2 separate regions of the Zea mays genome follow, and region 2 is linked to region 1. Evidence: chromatin contacts called from public Hi-C data. All regions are on one chromosome and are shown on one strand. Each heading gives the region's core, a stretch centred on a gene start, on an enhancer-like site or on the middle of the called end of the contact. The rest is flanking DNA. Distances are from core to core; before and after follow the strand shown. Region 1 holds the start of LOC100275131. Region 2 holds the start of LOC100273563.

Region 1 (5,491 bases), core at 399-2,898:
GACTAGCCTAACAAAGTGTCGCCCCTGCACTTGCAGATGGTTCCCAAACCCTATGCCGTCGAACCACACTTATCTACTATGTCTACGACTAATAGTTAGATGACACTATGGTTTCTATATATTAGTTGATTATACATTACTATAGTTTTTATATATCATATTTGTAAACATTTCCCATGAGTCAATGATAGGTGGAGTCTATGATATATATATAAAGTTGTAATCTTTTAATGATATAGATCCAATTATTTCTTTATTCAAACACGATTTTTTAATTTTCAAATTATTATCATCTACCTTTTATATAACACAAAGTAGCAAGAGCTGTAGTGGTTAAGGCGTGGGGCTTAGATCCTTGCATCCTGTGTTTGGATCCCACTTGTCTCATTTTTTTTTTATAATTCCGGGCGGCTGGATAAGCGCCAGGTGGGAGCGACACAAAAACCACTGATGGCGATGTCTAACGTTGGTCTGGCACCCATCTACTTAATTCTTCTGTATCTGTATGAGTCGTGATCATGTGTTAGATTTTGCTTAAGATCCTATGTACATTTGCTATATGTTTATGTACCATATGCTTATGCTAAGATCAGTTTTGACACTTGCATGTTTATCAACGACACGTGGAAATGGTGGAAGCCTGTCACAGAAGTTCCTAGCACCCTGATCCAGTGATCCCTGCATTGTTCCATGAATATCCTCCTCTCACTTGGAGCCTGAAGGGATTGAAATCGAATGAAAAGATGTACACCAATATATTTCTCCAGCAAGAGCATTAGCTGCATTACACGGTTACAATACAACTTGAAGCAAATCTGAACTCAACTATAATACAGGCGAGGCATGGACCAGCGTCCGGATGCAATGAATAGAACTGTGATGGAACAAGTGGAAACAAAAGGCAAGCACAATTCGTGTGAGCGCGCGAGATCGATCGATCGATCATCACAGCATGGGGAGGACCATCTGGAGCAGGGGAGCCTGCCGGGACCGCCGCTGCCGCGCCTTGAACTTCCTGATGGCCGCCTTGAGCACCCACCTCCACCCCTCCTGAACCGCCCCCAAGTCCAACCAATCAGTGGAAACCCGCGTGATGCTCAATTGCTCACGACTATTTCAGCAAAGCTTAATGAAGGCAAGTGGGCGGCTACTACCTTCGCGGGGGAAGGTGCCGGCGGCGAGAAGTCGAGCCTGGCCCTGCCAGTCTCGTGGAGGTCCAGGAAGGACCCGTCTCGCCGCAGCCGTCTGCGCCTCCACCTGGACCTCCCGCCGCCGGCCGAGTCCTTGGGCCGGCCGCCGGCCCTCGCCCTGCGCTTCGGGTTGGCGATGAGGAAGTCGGTCGAGGAGTTGGTGGCGTCGGCCGTCTCGGGCTCGCACGCGCCGCCGCGCGGGACCTTGTTGAGCGGCGACCAGATTCCGCTCTGCGAGTAGTCGAAGTCGAAGGCGGATGGGTCCGGGAACTTGCCCAGCAGCTCCCGCGACATGGACGGCTCCAGGTACTCCACCGTCACCACGCGCTCGACTACCACAACGCGCGTCGGGGTGCTGCCGCCGCCGCCGCCGCCAGTGTTTTCCTCAGCTGTGTTACTCATGCCGATCACTTGTGGGGACGTCAGGCGTCAAGATTTTGGGAGTGGGGCAGAGGGGGCGTGGGAACAGAGGGTTATGAGCGCGGGTGTCGGAACTGGGAAGGGGAAAATAGAAAAGCTGTTAGCTGCGAAAGTATCCGTTGGAGTCGCTTGGCATTGGCGGATGGCGGGCACTTGACCGTTGCCATATGGATCACTGGGTGTCTCTGACGAGTGGGTCGTCTCTTCGCAGAGAGGAGCAGGCCTCTGAACTCGGCAAGAGGGGAGGGCCATGTGCGTCCAAGGTACAGCAAATGAATTTCTCGCGTGCAAGTATACCGTGCCAATATAACATGCACGTGCTTGTCCATTTTTTTTAAACAAACGAAATCACGTGCTTGTCAACCTGCACCCATAAAAGCTTGTTGGTACGACTAAAAAGCAACCATCTATTTTCTTTTCGAAAAAGGAAGATTTTATTCTTCTTAAACAACAGCTGTCCTAGGAATTTGGTGTAAGCCTAGCAGCGAAAAGTGACTGTGGAGGTGGGAGAAGAATAAAAATAATAATTTATCTCACCACTAATACTTGGTCCCACACGTAATACACTCAGTTTCTTAGAATACGTGAAATCTCCTATCTATTTGCTCGTCGCTAGCTATTCTCGTTTTTCCATATTTTCTATCTGTCGGCGTTTCGAGACAGGGGGGTCCCTAAGCCGACGAGTGAGTGTGCTGCGTGCCCCAGCCCAGATGGGTCGAGCGCGTGGGCGAGCGCGAAGGGGGGAGAGGCGAGGTGGCCGGAGTCGAGCGTGAGAGAGGTGGAAGTCCCGCGGCCTTCGTGTTCGTCCCACGCCCAGGTCAGGTGTGCTTGCAGTAGGGGGGTTACAAGCGTCCACGCGGGTGAGGGAAGCGAGCGGCCCCAAGAGAGCGCCTGTCCCGTCCTCGGTCCCGCGCGGCCAACCTTCTCTAAGAAGGCCCTGGTCCTTCCTTTTATAGTCGTAAGGAGAGGATCCAGGTGTACAATGGGGGGTGTAGCAGAGTGCTACGTGTCTAGCGGAGAGAGAGCTAGCGCCCTAGGTACATGCCAATGTGGCAGCCGGAGAGGTCTTGGCACCTTGCTGGCATGATGTCGTGGCTGTCGGAGGTGCGACGGAGCCTGGCGGAGGGACAGCTGTTGGAGCGGTCGAATCCTTGCTGACGTCGCCCTGCTTCCGTAAGAGAGCTGGGGGCCGCCGTCGTCACAGAGCTTGTGGAGCGCCATCATTGCCCATCCGGCGGAGTTGGCCGGATGGGACGCCGGTCTTGTTCTCCGTGACCCGAGTCGATTCGGGGTAGGATGATGATGGCGCTTCCTGTTGACGTGGCGGGTCTGTGCCCTAGGCAGGGTGACGTGGGGGCTCCTCCGAAGCCGAGGTTGAGACTGTCCTCTGTTGCCGAGGCCGAGCCCGAGCCATGGGGTCGGGCGAGGCGGAAGTCGTTCGGCCGAGGGCAGGGCGGAGTCCGAGCCCGGGGGTCGGGCGAGGTAGAGTTTCGTCGTCTTCCGGGTCTTAGCCCGAGTCCGAGCCCTGGGGTCGGGCGGAGCGGAGTTCGCCGTCTTCCGGGTCTTAGCCCGAGTCCGAGCCCTGGGGTCGGGCGGAGCGGAGTTCGCCGTCTTCCGGGTCTTAGCCCGAGTCCGAGCCCTGGGGTCGGGCGGAGCGGAGTTCGCCGTCTTCCGGGTCTTAGCCCGAGTCCGAGCCCTGGGGTCGGGCGGAGCGGAGTTCGCCGTCTTCCGAGTCTTAGCCCGAGTCCGAGCCCTGGGGTCGGGCGGAGCGGAGTTCGCCGTCTTCCGGGTCTTAGCCCGAGTCCGAGCCCTGGGGTCGGGCGGAGCGGAGTTCGCCGTAGCGCCTTTGGCAAGGCCTGACTGCCTGTCAGACTCACTCTGTCGAGTGGCACCGCAGTCGGAGTGGCGCAGGCGGCACTGTCCTTCTGTCAGACCGGTCAGAGGAGCGGTGGAGTGACGGCGGTCACTTTGGCTCTGCCGGGGGGGGGGGCGCGTGTCAGGATAAAGGTGTCAGGCCACCTTTGCGTTAAATGCTCCTGCAACTTGGTCAGTCGGTGTGGCGATTTAGTCAGGGTTGCTTCTGAGCGAAGCCAAGGCCTCGGGCGAGCCGGTGATGTGTCCGCCGTAAAAAGGGGGGCCTCGGGCGAGACGGAAGTCTCTCGAGGTCGGCTGCCTTTGGCCGAGGCTAGGCTCGGGTGAAGCGTGATCGAGTCACTCGTGTGGACCGATCCCTGACTTAATCGTACCCATCAGGCCTTTGCAGCTTTATGCTGATGGGGGTTACGAGCTGAGAATTAGGCGTCTTGAGGGTACCCCTAATTATGGTCCCCGACAGTAGCCCCCGAGCCTCGAAGGGAGTGTTAGCACTCGCTTGGAGGCTTTCGTCGCACTTTTTTGCAAGGGGACCTGCCTTTCTCGGTTGCATTTCGTTCCGGTGGGTGCGCGCGAGCGCACCCGCCGGGTGTAGCCCCCGAGGCCTCGGAGGAGTGGTTACACTCCTTCGAGGTCTTAATACCTTGCGTAATGCTTCGGCTGGTCTGGTCGTTCCCTCATGCGAACTGGCCGTAGCCCGGGTGCACGGTCGGGGCCCAAGCTCTCGGGCTGGTATGTTGACGCTGTCAACGGTTCGGCCGGAGCCGGTTTTTGCGAGAGCAGCCCCCGAGCCTCTGCACAGGGCGAGAGGACGATCAGGGACAGACTCGGCTTTTTACATACGCCCCTACGTCGCCTTTCCGCAAGGAGGAGGGGGGGAGTGCGCCATGTTACCCTCGATGGGCACCGAACATGGTGTCTCCGGCGAGCTGCAAGCGGGTAATCCGAGTGGACGTCCGTGCCCCGTTCGTTGGGGGTTGGCTAGGGGCCTAGAGGCACGCCCAAAAGTACCTGCGGGTGATTTGCCGGACCCGGTCCCCTGGCGATGGGGTCCGAGGGCTCGATGCCTCCCTCCGATGGGATTCCGTTACAAGATCGTTCCCGCTGGTCTCGGAAATGTCCTAGGGTACCTCGGGAGCGCAGCCTGAGCCTCGGTTATGTATCGAACGTACCCCTGGTCATCCCTCGCTCGGTGTCTGAGGCGACTGTGAACCCTTCGGGGGCCAGCCTTCGAACCCCTGATCAGTAATGGGCGCGGAGCCCGAGTAGCCTGAGGCGGCCATGGAACCCTTCGGGGGGCTGGCCTTCGAACCCCTGACCAGTAGTGGGTGTCGGGCCCACGCGATCTGAGGCGACTGTTGAACCCTTCGGAGGGCCAGCCTTCGAACCCCTGATCAGTAGGGGGGGCTCGGAGCCCGGTTCCTTCGCGGAGAAGGGTCCTTTTCGGGGTATCCCCCTTTCCCGGTCCCTGTTGCAAGAGATGGAGAAAGAGGAAAAAGGAAAAGGATACGAAATCGAATGACGTGGCGTACCTCTTTTTGACGCGGTTATTACGGCGAAGGCGAAGCGTCGCGCGCTTCTCCCGCCAGAGGCGCCGCGTGTCCCACCGCGGAGTTAATGCGACGGGGCGTGTAGTTGGCGGGGCGGCCGTTGCGCGTGCGCGATCCGTTTGAGGAACGGGTCACGGGTGCACCGTCTTCACGCCGTGAGAGGAGGCTCTCTTGTTGTCCCAGGATGAGACGTGAGCCTGGCTGACGACGTGACTGCTGCGCCCGCCCGCCTGCCACCGCCATTACTGCCGGCCCACTTCCGATCGCTTTGACCGACGCGCCAGGCTGGCGCTGTTGGGTCGCCTCGAGTCGCGGCATAGGCTCCACAACCGAGAGGCGCGACGGTGGCACGAGTGGCGGTGCGGTTGCTTGCATGCAGCAACTGGCGCGCCGATTGCTTGACGCGTGGGCCTGGGCTTCCAAGCTGGCGTGTCAGAAGTCGGAGAAGCGCGTCCACCT
Region 2 (5,989 bases), core at 714-3,213, 180 kb before region 1:
AACAAAAATAAGATCTCTAATACTACACTAAGTTGACACAACAATATCATACAGCTGACAGCAAACTCAGCTGTTGTGCTATCAGCGTAACACTGACCTGATAATGTCTTAAGTCCATGTTCTGAGATTTGATCACAATAATCACATGCCAAACTTTGCATGCTTGAGCAATCTTTAAGAAGATTGAATCCACTATCAGTGACATCCGAGCAAGAGAGGTCAACAGATAGCAAGGACTGCCCTTGAGAAGCCACTACTTCCATCCAAGCATCAGTAACTCCAGGGTAGTCTCCCAGACAAATATCCTGTGAAGAGATGTCCCATGTTAGGTCCTGCTCAGCGTAGTGCAATAGTGCATGACAGTAATCTTAAGACTAGGCTATTCAAGCCCCTACATAACAGTAGATATCAAGGCTTGCTAAGATGCCTTTGTCGTTCCTTAATACTCCCACCATTCCAGATAATAGATTGTTTCGTCTTTTTAGTTTTTAATACGCTACACATCGCATTGCTATGTACCTAGAAAAGCTAAAATGTCGTGTAATTTGGGTCAGTGGGAGTAGTAGATATCATGGTCTGATCGATTTGACGACTATACATCATTGTTCATATTCCACAGGAAACGCAAAGTTATGTTATAACATTCCTTAAATTTTCACACAATAGTGGAAAACTCCATGTGTTTAAGTTCACCTAGAATGGTGTGCCAAACAAGAACAGAATCATCACCTGCAAATCGCAATCACGGAAAGCCCCAAGCGATGCCTCCGTGAGGCATCCACATTCCACCAGCTCATTGAATATCTGCTGACTAAGATCTCTGGGCAGCAGGGATAAATCAGAATACATATTTATGTCCTGCAATCATCCCATCAATTCAGCCAAGAACAAGTTCACTCTTCAGAAACTGAAAAACAAAAAAGGCAATAAAACACCTTGCAGACTTTGGCCACGCACAGCTCCACAAGCGACGGGCACCGGTTTGGAGCTGGGCCCTGTGCTCTCCGCTGCACATCAGCAAAGTTGCTGCGGGGCAGCGTATGCAGCAGCCACTTGAAGCTGCCGCTCTTGGAGAACCTCGCACTGTAGAGATCATCCTCTTGGACCAGCTGGCCCCTCTTCCTCGAACAGGCACTACCCATGAATGTCACAGACTCTGGGTGCGCTGAGCTTAAACCAATCAATCACTCCTGGCCTCGGTGGCTCAGGGGTTAAAAAGACACAACAGTATGAGTTGTGACCGATGATTGTCTGATTTTTATGATCTTATCATCCACTCCCCGCGTGATTATGACCAGGGACAGACTCCACTTTCTTCGTCTCCATCCTGCAGGCACAATCAAAACATCACACTGTTTGTCAGATTTTATTTTTACCCACGACAGTAAACAAGCCCACATGGCATGGCCAGTGGCCACTGGCCAGAGACAAGATTTACAGTTCCACGCAATCGAGCTTCTTATTACAAAGTTACAACGACACACTGCCAGTCCTAAGTGCAATCAACCCCACTAGGATAAATTGATCCTACCCCTACCACAACAAACGCAGCCATCGCCTACGGGGAGAGCAAAGCATAAATCCTGCGACCGTACGATTGTCCATTGATTGAAACACAAATATCCCCAAGGTAACTAACTGCATCAAATGTTATTCACAAATTACCACGAGAGAGTGAGAAAAGCACAAGAATGCCCGAAATCCCAACCCGCAACCGCAATCACCAAAGCGAGAGGGAAAATCGCAAGCGCTGCGACGGCACGCTGAAAAGATCAACAACCACCGAAAAAATCGCGCCAAATTAACAGGGAGGAGGATAGAACCACCTGATTGGAGATGCGATTCTCACCGGGAGGCCGCCGAACCAACGAGCCAGGGTTTAGTCTGGGATTACAGCTAAAATAAGCTAACGCCTCGAATCATCATCCCATCCAATCTAGATTAGACGAAAACCAGAACGGGGAGAGAGCGACAGGGAAGGAGGGAGAGGCGGAGAAGAAAGGTTAAGCTGAGAGTCGAAGCGGGGCGTGAGTTCCACGTGTCGTGAGTAGACACTCAGCTAGAACAGCAGATTTTCACCACTGACATGTGGGGAATGGGTTTCGTCGGTCCTGGTGTCAGTGACTATGTTTGCTGGTAGGTTGGTGGCTGATAGGGATGGTGGAGCCCACAGCACAGGGAAGCGAAGAGGATAAGGCAAAGGAAGAGAGAGAAAGCACCGGGGCGCGCTGCCGGTTTTGTGGGCCTGTGGCCGCTGGTCCGTCCTATGGCCTACACATGGGCCCCGCGGTTTTACTGGCTGTGGGCTGCGCTTGCTCCTCCGGTCCAGCGATCTACTTGTACGGTTGTGGCGTACGTGTACCTTTGTGCCGTCCTGCGCGGCTGCGCTTGCTCCTCCGGTCCTCCCGCGATCTACTTGTAGGGTTAGGTCGAGGTCGAGGATGTACATGGCATGCAAAACATTTTTTAAGGATATCGTTTGATTAGATGAAGCCGGTTATTTAAACTGTTGTAATTATAATTTATAGACAAAAACAGTATAAGCTGATATGGATTAAAACTAAACAAACATATTATGTTTAGATGTACAGCCTTCGATGGCCCTGGCTGACTGCATACGACAGTTTTCTGGCTTCTCGTGTATGAGCTAATGCAATTAAATGGTTACAAAATGACTTGTTTTGCATCCGCTGATGAGGTTTGCGCCTGCTGTATACAGGTAACTAAACAAAAGCTTAAACAAAGTCAACATATGCAGTAGTCTAAGATGAGACGATGCGGGTAACCAAACTGACAGATAGTGTTTTAGAGGGTAGAGTTTGAAAAATGAGATAAAAGGTGGGATAAGAGGCCTCGGCGACTGTATTTTCTTATTTTCTCCACGAGTTTTCACCGTCTAATATGAGGTACATATATCTATTTTTAATCTGCCCATATCCACTTTTATCTCTATTCACTTCCATCTTCTTCTCCTTAATGACAGAGTTGTTCATGCGTTCATGTGAGCGGTAGTGGCGACCGTCTTTTTTTTGCATTTTAGCCCTTTTTAGGTTTTATTTTCACAAATACGTCCTTTTCAGTTTCATTTCAAAAAATGAACCCTCAGCTCGGCGTCATCACTATTGGCGCCGAGCTACAACGTATCGGTGTCAATTAGTTTGGCGTGTACATGTAAGAGTCGATGTCTACGTGGATCTGACGTGGCAGTACCTCGGCGTCGTGGATCTTGGCGCCGAGGTCGGCGCCGACCTCCGTGTATATAAATATCCCACTCCGGCCGTCGGTTTTTTTATTTTTGGATGATAGTAGTCATTTTATCAATTATTCTTTTTCATACTTAGTTTATTTGGTTTATGAATTTGTGTTCTGTTGTTGGTGACCTAAATTGTAACTTGGATAGTTAATGATCTTATACCTGTTAAAATTTACAACTTAGCATTTGATAGGTCAGCCACGGAGACATCTCCTGCAAAGTGGTTGGAGTGTTTTTGTGATCGCCAAGCGTCTTGTCGCGGGGGATGCCTTCATATATTCTCAGGTGCTATGATGAGCAGTTAATGTTGGTTGCTCTTAACTCTCCTTTTTGACCGTTGACTACCATACCAATACCTGGTTCCTTAATTTTTACATGATGGAGGTGAGAATGGGGAGCTACGTGTTGGAGTTCGACGTGCACTGAGGCACCAAACCACTATCACATCTTCAGTCATATCAAGCCACAATATGCATCTTGGTGTTCTTGCAACAACAAGGCATGCAGTGAACACTGGTAGTATGTTCACTGTCTATTACAAGCCAAGGTTTGCAAGGAATTATGAGCTTAGTTAAACTATTTCTGTTTCTGTGTTAACTTTTAGTTGCAGGGCTATTGCAATCTGTTACTGAAAGTCGCCTAGAGGGAGGGTGAATAGGGCGAAACTGAAATTTACAAAGTTAATCACAACTACAAGCCGGGTTAGCGTTAGAAATATAAAACGAGTCCGAGAGAGGGCGCAAAACAAATCGTGAGCGAATGGGAAGTGTGACACAAGGCGTATGTTTAGGAATGCGAGGATAGCGTAGGGGGATCTTACTAAAATTCTTGCGCTCATGGCGCTTAGAAGTAATGGACGGCGCGTCGGAGCCGGAGGTGGAAGGTGATGAAGTATCGGTCTCGTAGTAGACCACCTTCCTCATCTTCTTTTTCTTGTCGCCACTCCGATGCGACTTGTGGGAAGAGGCTTTCTTCTCCTTCCCCTTCCCTTTGTTGCGGGACTCTTCCGATGTAGCCTTCCCGTGGCTTGTAGTGGGCTTGTCGCCGGTCTCCATCTCCTTCTTGGCGTGATCTCCCGACATCACTTCGAGCGGTTAGGCTCTAATGAAGAACCTGGCTCTGATACCAATTGAAATTTGCCTAGAGGGGGGGGGGGTGAATAGGGCGAAACTGAAATTTACAATGCTAATCACAACTACAAGTCGGGTTAGCGTTAGAAATATAAAACGAGTCTGAGAGAGGGCGCAAAACAAATCGCGAGCGAATGGGAAGTGTGACACAAGGATTTGTTTTACTGAGGTTCGGTTCTCTCAAACCTACTCCCCGTTGAGGTGGTCACAAAGACCGGGTCTCTTTCAACCCTTTTCCTCTCTCAAACGGTCCCTTGGACCGAGTTGGTGTCTCTTGCCTTGCTTACAAATGAGATGATCGCAAGAAAGAATGAAAGAAGGAAGCAATCCAAGCGCAAGAGCTCAAAAAAACACAACAAATCTCTCTCACTAATCACTAAAGCCTTGTGTGGAATTGTGAGAGGATTTGATCACTTGGGTGTGTCTTGTATTGAATGCTTAGCTCTTATAAGTAGTTAGAAGGTGGAAAACTTGGATAACTTGAATGTGGGGTGGTTGGGGTATTTATAGCCCCAACCACCAAACTAGCCGTTTGGTGGAGGCTGCTGTCGCATGGCGCACCGGACAGTCCGGTGCGCCAGCCACGTCACCAGGCCGTTGGGTTCCGACCGTTGGAGCTCTGACTTGTGGGCCCGCCTGGCTGTCCGGTGGTGCACCGGACAAGCCCTGTAGGCTGTCCGGTGTGCCACCCGCGCGTGCTCTGCTCCTCTGCACGCGCTGGCGCGCATTTAATGCTGTAGCAGGTGACCGTTGGCGCGGAATAGCCGTTGCTCCGCTGGCTCACCGGACAGTCCGGTGTGCACCGGACATGTCCGGTGAATTATAGCGGAGCGGATTCCCGAAGCTGGCGAGTTCAGAGTCGCACTCCTCTGGGGCACCGGACAGTCCGGTGAATTATAGCGGAGCGCCTCTGCGTTTTCCCGAAGGTGCGAAGTTTAGCTTGGAGTTCCCTGGTGCACCAGACACTGTCCGGTGGCACACCGGCAGTCCGGTGCGCCAGACCAGGGTAGCCTTCGGTTATCCCTTGCTCTCTTTGTTGAACCCTTTTCTTGGTCTTTTTATTGGCTTAGTGTGAACCTTTGGCACCTGTATAACTTATAGACTAGAGCAAACTAGTTAGTCCAATTATTTGTGTTGGGCAATTCAATCACCAAAATCAATTAGGAAATAGGTGAAAGCCTAATTCCCTTTCAATCTCCCCCTTTTTGGTGATTGATGCCAACACAAACCAAAGCAAGTATAGAAGTGCATAATTGAACTAGTTTGCATAATTATAAGTGCAAAGGTTACTTGGAATTGAGCCAATATAACTACTCATAAGATATGCATGGATTATTTCCTTATTTTTAACATTTTGGACCACGCTTGCACCACATGTTTTGTTTTTGCAAATTCTTTTGTAAATCCTTTTCAAAGTTCTTTTGCAAATAGTCAGAGGTAAATGAATAAGATTTTGCGAAGCATTTTCAAGATTTGAAATTTTCTCCCCCTGTTTCAAATGTTTTTCCTTTGACTAAACAAAAACTCCCCCTTAATGAAATTCCTCCTCTTAGTGTTCAAGAGGGTTTTTAAGATATTGATTTTGAAAATACTACTCTCTCCCCCT

The links. Hi-C and Micro-C count contacts between places; a contact is called where the count stands out from the background.
Region 2: a contact with region 1 is called in a Hi-C map of tassel, with 1.8 times the contacts expected there. The contact joins the promoter of LOC100273563 here to the promoter of LOC100275131 in region 1. A contact is called at or near these places in 2 of 25 Hi-C or Micro-C datasets (ear and tassel).

What each region holds. Positions count from the first base shown.
Region 1 is chr2:32,528,097-32,533,587 of Zm-B73-REFERENCE-NAM-5.0, reverse strand. It overlaps LOC100275131, which reads right to left and starts at 1,648. Exons shown (of 2, transcript NM_001176327.1): 1 at 1,155-1,648; 2 at 686-1,050. The coding sequence starts at 1,592. The coding sequence ends at 946.
Region 2 is chr2:32,710,453-32,716,441 of Zm-B73-REFERENCE-NAM-5.0, reverse strand. It overlaps LOC100273563, which reads right to left and starts at 1,963. Exons shown (of 16, transcript NM_001147981.2): 1 at 1,824-1,963; 2 at 936-1,327; 3 at 730-858; 4 at 98-305. The coding sequence starts at 1,142.